3 separate regions of the Sus scrofa genome follow, and regions 1 and 3 are each linked to region 2. A link is a contact called in public HiChIP or PLAC-seq data. All regions are on one chromosome and are shown on one strand. Each heading gives the region's core, a stretch centred on a gene start, on an enhancer-like site or on the middle of the called end of the contact. The rest is flanking DNA. Distances are from core to core; before and after follow the strand shown.

Evidence for each region. HiChIP or PLAC-seq counts read pairs in DNA pulled down with a chosen protein or histone mark.
Region 1: a contact with region 2 is called in an H3K27ac HiChIP or PLAC-seq map of alveolar macrophages. The contact joins the promoter of MCMBP here to the promoter of FAM45A in region 2. A contact is called at or near these places in 1 of 5 promoter capture datasets (liver) and 2 of 2 datasets of contacts at active chromatin or transcription factors (alveolar macrophages and skeletal muscle).
Region 3: a contact with region 2 is called in an H3K27ac HiChIP or PLAC-seq map of alveolar macrophages. The contact joins the promoter of INPP5F here to the promoter of FAM45A in region 2. A contact is called at or near these places in 1 of 47 Hi-C or Micro-C datasets (heart right ventricle) and 1 of 2 datasets of contacts at active chromatin or transcription factors (alveolar macrophages).

Annotation. Positions count from the first base shown.
Region 1 is chr14:129,740,838-129,743,537 of Sscrofa11.1, forward strand. It overlaps MCMBP (minichromosome maintenance complex binding protein), which reads right to left and starts at 1,368. Exons shown (of 16, transcript NM_001243591.1): 1 at 1,100-1,368. The coding sequence starts at 1,157.
Region 2 is chr14:129,005,924-129,008,623 of Sscrofa11.1, forward strand. FAM45A (protein FAM45A) reads left to right here and starts at 1,286. Exons shown (of 9, transcript XM_013983795.2): 1 at 1,286-1,432. EIF3A (eukaryotic translation initiation factor 3 subunit A) reads right to left here and starts at 1,245. Exons shown (of 22, transcript XM_001928342.6): 1 at 1,002-1,245. The coding sequence starts at 1,050.
Region 3 is chr14:129,576,197-129,578,896 of Sscrofa11.1, forward strand. INPP5F (phosphatidylinositide phosphatase SAC2) reads left to right here and starts at 1,417. Exons shown (of 19, transcript XM_013983807.2): 1 at 1,417-1,697. The coding sequence starts at 1,601.

The DNA of each region.
Region 1 (2,700 bases), core at 118-2,617, 730 kb after region 2:
AGCTACAATCCAGATGCCAACCCAGGCCTTCTAATTTGCTGCCTCTAGCTTCTGCCTAGGAAACCAGATAGCTATACTAGTTCAAGCTATAAGGAAAATGAATAAAGAATTGCTGAGTGAGTCTTTCCCACAAGGAATACATACATTTTCTGCCTTCAGTTTCGGCTGCTGGAAACAATTTAGCTTCTTAATAGGCATTCTCATTAATATCCCACGATGCCTTAAGTGATGAAGGCCACTCTACCTACAACTTTGTTACCTCCTGACAAGTCAGGTGTTCTGATCTAACAGTGATTGCTGGCTGGGTTTGCCTCCACCCCTCCTAAGTGCAAAAGACATGGAAAGTAGGGCCAAAATGCCCAGGTAACGGCAAACAAACCTAAATTTTCCTTAGTGGACCCTAGCAGAAGAGTGGCATTGACGATAATTCCAACTAAAATTTACTAAGCCTGTCTGCAACATTCTGAGCTCTTTCTATGTAGGAACGCATTTAAGGAGTTCAACATTTCTTACTAGCTCTGGCACAAGGAGGAGATGGAGACCAAGCGGTTTTAAAGGCATCCCAAAAGAAAAATGAAGCTATTACACTAAATCTTATCTCGAAACGCGAGGATGTGTGTAATACAGGAGTTGGAGCCAACTTCTGCTGCGAGCGAGCGAGCGAGCACTCCCCCGACACACCGGAAGTTTTGAAATACCCCGCAGGCTTCCCATAGGCAAAGTGCTTTTCCTTCACCCCATCTCTGCGAGCCCTCCCCAAGGTTCAAGGACCCGTCCGAGTTTTGCCGCCGGGCTAGGGCCCCAGCAGTGCCACCAAGGGAAGCCGGGCCGTCAATCACGGCCGGCCGCCAGCTCCTCGCCGCGTAACCTTGGCCGCTCGCGAACCGCGAATCGGGCAGGTGGGAGGCACCTGCGGCCCGGCCCGGGAAGCCGCGGCCCGCGGTCCGGGGTGTCTAAGGCGGACCGGCGCAGGCCCGGCTGACCGTCTCGGCCGCGCGAGCCCTCGAGGTGGCCCCGCGTGGGGCCGCGCAGCGGGGCCGGGCCCGGGGCTCGGTCAACTCGGCGGCCCGCCCGGCCCGCCCCCGGGGCCGCCACTCACCGAAGAAGCCCTGCACGATCCCCAGCGGGTGGCTGAGCCAATCCTCCCCACAGGGCATCTCGCCGACGGGCCGGAGCCGGCGCGGCCCGGCGTCCCGCGCCGCGGCTCCTCCTCGGGGGCTCGGCCGCTCCTCGCCCGCGCCCTCCCACGCAGGGTGAGCCTCGCGGCACCGGCCGCTCGGCCTCCCGGCGCCTCAGAGAACAGCGGCTGTGGCAGCAGCAGCCGAGGAGCTGCCGGCTACTGGCAGGCGCCGCGTGCGGAGCCCCCAGCCTCCACTTCGCACAATGGCGGGAAATAGGCGCCGCCGACCGCGCTGCCTGCGACCTGGGTGGAGCTCGCGCGGGGAGGGGCGGCGGGAGCGCGCTGCGCGGCCCCGGGCGGGAAGGCGGGGCCGGCCTACTGGGCGGGGGGCCGGCCGGCCCGGGGCGGGGCCGCGGCGGCGGAGCGGTCGCCATCTTGGAGACGGGCGAAAGGAAGGGCAGGCGCGGCCTCCGGAGCTCCGACCCTGGCGTCGGGGGCTGAAGGCGAGTGGTGCTGGGTGTCTCTCGCTGCCAGCTCGAAGGGGGAGACTCCCGAAGTCCGGTTCGTTTTTCATGATGCGAGGCCTTGCACGGTTTGGAGGCTGTAGCAGTCCAAAAGCACAAACCCAAAGAGACTTCAAAGTTATCTCTGGGCAAAATTAGAGGATAAAGCAGCCTTTCGTGTCTGCCCACCTTCCTCTAATTGCCTTTCTTTTTTTTTTTTTTTTCTGATGGCAACTCTCTTTCGTTCCCTGCCCAAAACCCTATGCAGTGACTTGCCCTCAGATGAAGTCTCAGCCCCCCAGGCAGGTGTGTGTTTAGATAGGGGAATTTGAAAGTCTGCAAGCTCCCTTTGCTGCCATCTCAGGCCTTGTAGAGGGACTAGGTCCTAAGTGAGAGGCAAGTTCATAACTGTGAAAATATACCCTGCCTAGAAGCTGGAAAGTGCGCTTTGGGGAGGTTCCTGCAGAATGTGTCAGGATACCCTCAGACAGTGGTAGCACACACAAGATAAGTCAACAGTAACCTTCGAATGAGGAAATTTGGAAATACCCAAGTTCTGTAGTGAAATAGTTTCCCCTAGGCCTGGAATAGGTCTGAGAAAACCCTGCTCATCAGCTGAAAACAGGTCGTGTTAAGAGAGGAAGGATCTGAATGGAGCCCAGAAAGCGGGCAGCTGGAGAACTGAGCTCAGATCTCAAGACCTCTTAGGGGCCAAAGGGGGTGTTTTTATTTGTCATCTTCAACTATTTATTCTCCCCATTGGTGGGGTGGGGGTTGGGGAGGTCAAGGTTGGTTGAATTGAGGATGCGGAATTTGCAAATACAGGGGGCAGAGTACTTTTTTTTTAAACAGCTGCACCTTTATGAAAGTTCCCAGTCTAGGGGTTGAGTCCGAGCTGCAGCTGCTGCCTATGCCGCAGCAGCACCGGATCCGAGCTACTTGTTTGACCCACGCTGTAGCTTGCAGCAATGTCCCATCCATCCTTAACCGCTGAGTGAGGGCTTGGAGCAAACCCACATCCTCACAGAGACAATGTTTGGTCCTTAACCCACCAAGCCATAAAGAGAACTTTTTTTT
Region 2 (2,700 bases), core at 36-2,535:
TAAGCCCTAAATAATAATAAAAGTTGTTTAAGACCAGAGGCACGTATATTAGATTTGCACTTCCATAACGTCAACGTAATAAATGCCTCTTGAATAGACCGGCACACACACAAGTTTCCCAAAAGCTCCAGTGGCTTAAGTACACAAACGGAAATAAAAATCGCAAGCAGCAGTGCCATGGTGGGGAAAAAAAGACCGATCTGGAAGTTAAGAAACCTTGGTTTGGTCTCCAAGCTCAACAACTAACTCCCAGAGTGACCTTGGACAAATCTGTCTCTCTAGGCCTCACTTTCGTTATCTTTACGAGAGAACTTGAAGTCTCTCTCATAGTATTAACTCTGTCCCAACTTCTGAGAGTCGAAGTAAGCTGCTGACTGCCAATAATCAATGCCAGAAAACACAGGAAACCAGTTAAATGGGTCAGAGTCCCCGAAGAGGAGACAGTGGCCAGAGGGGAAAGGGACGTGGACCCTGACCCAGAAGAGCGAGGCGCTAGATTGGGGGGGGGGGGGCGCCCGGAGGTGTCAGCGGGAGGGCCGGAGGTGGGACCGCCGGCTCCCGGCCGGACGGGAGGTGGAGTCGAGGTTCTCGCGTGCATTGTCCCCGGGAGGGAGCCATGTTTCCTCCTCCCCGGCACTCCCAGATGGCGGCCGGGGGCGCGGAGCCTCAGCAGAAAGCCCGTGGTCTGGAGGGCAAGCGGAGGCGGGAAGGGAGAAGCTCCGGCCCGGGTAGGCCTGTCCCAGGAGCTGCGGCCCAGACGGCGGCGGGGGGAAGTAGGGTCCCCACAGCGACGGTTCCGGGCTGCGCGCCTCTCACCCCCACGTCGGTTGGAGCGAAAGAGGCAACATGCCCAACCACGGGCTGGGTCGGTGGCGGGCAGGCCGCATCGGCCTCCTGTGCAGCTGCAGGCGGGCAGCAGAGCAGAGAGAAGCAGTCCCCGGCCCCGCGACCTCCCAGGCCTCGGGCCGCCCCAGCCCGGCGCGCCCCGATCCCCTACTCACCGTTGGCGCGTTTGAGGGCATTTTCCGGCCTCTGGAAGTAGGCCGGCATCTTGGCGGCAGGCTCAGCTCACCCGGCGTTAGCGAACTCCTTAGGGGCCCGGGCCGGGAGAGGAGACGAAGGGGAACCAGCGCGAGGCTCCACGCGCCTCGCCAGCAGTCGCCCGCGCCCAGCCGGCCAGAGACGGAAAGGAAGAAGCCACGTGACCCCCGCGCGGCGGCGCCGCCGCCGCCGAGGCCCCGGATGTAGAGGCGGGTCTCCGCGCACGCACCGCCTCTCCCCGCGCGCAGGCGCGTTGGCGTCACGCGTGCCCGCTGACGTGGCGATGGCAGGCGTCCTTGAGTTCCGTCGCCTCTTCGGGACTCCGCTGGGAAACGTTAGGGAGCCGGTTGTCAGGCCTTTCGCTCCTGGAGCGAAAATCGGAGTGGGCAAGGTGAGAGTTGGGTCAGAGCTTCTGGCTGGCGAGAAGGCAGGTGTCTGCATAGAGTCGTCCCTAACTTGATTTATGCAAAGTTTTTCGAAGTTACCGTCAGGTCGCTCTGCCTAGGGAATGGCCTGACTTGGCTGCATTAATTGCCAGATTGGTTCATTTAACAAAAATACGTTGGGCAGATATTAGGCCAGCAATACTTGCCACTGGGAGATTGTGGTGACCTGTCACATGGCAGACTAGCATGAGGAGGGATGTAATAAATAACTAAACAAATAAGCGATCTTATTTCATATCTAGGTAAAATTTTAAAGCTGGTGACACAGAGGTTGCCTGGTCCCTCAGAGAAGGCGAGTTTTGAGCCGAGACCTGAAGGATGGGAATAGACTGTTAACAACAGTCTGACAGGGGACAAAAAGACCTGCAGCAAAACAGACCCTCAAAATATTTGAAAATATATGCGAGTGTTGTTGCCTTTATATTCAGCACATATCGTAAACACATGTAGGAAAAATGAGTGTTAGTGAAAAAAATCCATATATAACAGGCCCTTTGTTACAGTCTTATTATTGATTAATAATTTTAATGTGAAAACATTGTACGTAGAACTTGAAAGCCATTTACACTGAAGCTAACCATTCAAGCCTTGTGTGAAATTAAGATGAGTTCAGAAGAAAAATTCAGAAAGCACCAGTGGAATAAATTGTTGCAAATTTATTACGCATTTTGTAATAATAGATGGGATATGTGAATTGAGAGAGTGCTACATTAAGGAGTGAGGAAACTACAGTACCTGCGCACAGAAAGCATTTCCCCTGCATTCCTTTGCCTCATAAAAAAAGATTGTTCTATTTAACTTTATCACTGTGAAGAAAGAAAATTTCTCTTTTCTTTGTTGGGGCCCTGTGTGCAGTGGCTGCAAACAGCAGCCTGCCAGGTGATGTCTGCAGTTTGTCGCTTGTCTGGGTTGCCCTAGGGGATATAGGAGACAACCCTTTCCAGTGGACATTCATGATAGGCATGCTGTCCCCTATGTAGGCTCCAGACAGGTATGCCCCAGTGCCTTTGCAAAGCCCAGGGCACAGTGGCCAGGGTCCACATTGCTCAAGTTATAATGTCCACCTGCACCAAAGCTGCAGAACAAGGATCCCTATGCAAGGCCAAGTTCAAGTTTGCTGGCCGCCAGAAGAGCCACATCTCCAAGAAGTGGAGATGTACTAAGTATAATGAGGATAAATTTGAAAACATGGTGACAGAAAAGCAGCTTATCC
Region 3 (2,700 bases), core at 167-2,666, 570 kb after region 2:
GTCCATGTCACATCACAAAGATTTGACATAATAATCTCTCCTATTGACCTTTAGGTTGAGGTGTCTGGACAGTTCAAGAGGCCTATTTATACTTATCAGAGATTCCCGGACAGTTTGTCATCATGGGACTTTCTGTGCTATGGAAATTCAACAGAGAAATCAGTGTGGGCTGGAATAATTAGTAAAGTGGAACTTCTTCCTGAAAAAAGGGCCTCTCACTTTTATCAAGCAGAAGGTTAAAAGTATTGCCTTGCTTTTCTTGTCTCCAACCTCATTTTTGTTTTGTTTATTCTCTTCCTTTCTAAGGCATTAGAAAAGGCAGGAGATTGGAGTAGAAAGACTTGATGACTTATAAAACTGGGAGTGTAATTAGTCATTTAGTGCACCCACCATCTGAGACCAAGAGGCTTTCCCAAGATCACACAGCTAGATCATCCCTGGAGTGGGGCCTGGAACTGGGGGCCCAACTCCCAAGCTCCATTCTGTGCAAGGTACCACCTGGCCATTCAAGTTAGACAGCTCAAAAGATACTCAGGAGTGCTTCTGACTTCTACAAGATATTTTCCAACCACCTTAGCCTTGTCAAACTAGATCCCTTTCACCTCCTTGACATTTTATTGTCTTTTCACAGGCATCCTGCTGAATTCAGGGCACGATAGCTTATGAACTTTGCTCTCTTCCTCCTAGTTATTTAGAGCACTGTGCTGCTAATACTTGTTCAATTTCTATTGTTACACGCTCTTCACTGATGTGTATTTATTGAATGTCTGCTGCTGTCAAACGTCGCAAGATTCTAAGAGGAAATTCCAAAACAGACGTCCCGGTTCGCGGAGAGTCTGGCTGGGGATGGACCCCTGCAACCTGAGCCGCCTTTCCCGTTCTCCTAGTCTGGGGTCTCTGCGGGCAGACTAGATTTAGGGAGTCGGCCTGGCTTGTCTCAGGGCTGGTGAGAGAAACGAATAACCTGCTAGTATTGGAGGGGAGGCCCAGGAGTGGGCTTCTGTTCCAAAGGTCGCAGAGCAGCAGGGCGGCCAGTCTGATTCAGCCAGGCCCAGGCTGGGAAGCGGTCGCCCGGGGTGGGAAGGCGATCCCGCCAGGGGCGGGGCCTGGAAAGAGCGGGAGGAGGAGGAGGGGGCTGGGATAGGGAAGAGAAGAAAGAGGAGGAAGAGCCTCGGGGTAGGAACCAGGAGGAGAAACCCAGCTGAAGAAACCCAGAAGCTGGAGAAGGCGGCGGGAAAAAGCAGGAAGAGGAATGGAGAGGAGAAAGGGGGGGGGAGGAGACGGGGAGGGGGAGGAGTCTGCGAGAAGTCGGGAGTGGGTGGAGCAGGGGGAGGAGCCAGGGAGGAGCCGGGCGGGGGCATAGAGGGGCGGAGCCGGGGGAGAGGCCTCCCAGGCCGCAGCCGCCGCTGCCGGGGCGCGTTCCCCTGCCGCGGGTTTGGCCGCCGGGGCGCTCCCTCAGCCGCCGCTCCCTGAGGCGCCGGCTCTGGCGGCCCCGGCCGACGAGGACGCCCCGCGCGGGCTGCCGCCGCTGGGGCCGGGGGACCGCGGAGCCGCGGGCGCTCCCGGGCCGCCGCCGCCTCCCTCGGCGCCCGGGGCCGGCATGGAGCTCTTCCAAGCCAAGGACCACTACATCCTGCAGCAGGGCGAGCGCGCGCTGTGGTGCAGCCGCCGCGACGGCGGCCTCCAGCTCCGACCCGGTGAGCCTGGCGGCGCTGGGTCGCCCTGGGACTGGGAGGGGGCGAGGAGGGGGCGCGGCCGGGCCCCTCAGCTCGGGGCTGGGGTTCCGGCGCCGCCTGGGGCCCTGGCGGGCGGGGCGGGGCGGGCGCCGGCGAGGGCGCGCGATCTGTCATTATTTCCTGACGCGAAGGAGCGTTCGCCTCGCCCCTGCCCCTCTGAGGGGGACAAAGGGCCGTCGACCCTCGTCCTTCCGAGCGCGCTTCCGCTTGGAGATCTGCTCCGCTGCCCCGGAGAGCGGACCCGAGTCGCGCCGCGGGCGGTCGGGGTCGGGCTGCCCCCCAACGGGAAAGTTCGGGCGAGGTGCGCCTGGCCTTAAAGGCCTCTCCCACCCTGGAGTGGCCTCTGACCCGTCCTTTGGGAGAAGTTCTGGGTTCGAATTCCGATCTCAGGCCGGAGGCGGTCACACCAGTTCAATGGAACGTCCTGCCGAAGCTTCACTCCCGGTTGACATCTTTGTGTCACTGGTCCTTTAGCATTAAAGGTGTGACTTCATTTTGGTTACCTCATAGGCACTCAATTTCCGGCGCCCTTTCTTTGATTTTAGTATTACAGTTAAACAGCAGCGTGATGTTAAACTTTTAATATTTTTGTGTCACTCAAGATCGTGCGATTCAGAACGTCTTGGGGGGGGGGTCCATGTTTGGGTGTCCTGCAAGCTGTCCCGAGATGCCTGAGTCTACAGCGATTAGTTTGCGTGAGAGAAACTAGGTCACAGTGGTGAGTTAAACGGGGCAGGCCCTGCCCTCAGAGAGCTGACAGTCCAGGGGTCGGTTTCTTTTGAGGGGGCTCAGTAGCACCCCTCTTTGGAGGGGACCAGTCCTTTTTTCCTAATTACCACAGAGATCTTTCATTTTAGGAGAGGTGAGAGAATAGAGTTCTTTAAAGAAGTAGTGTTTCAAGTTGTAATTCTTGCAAGTAACTAGACAAAAGAATTACATGGTATGAATGAAATGTGTGAAAGGT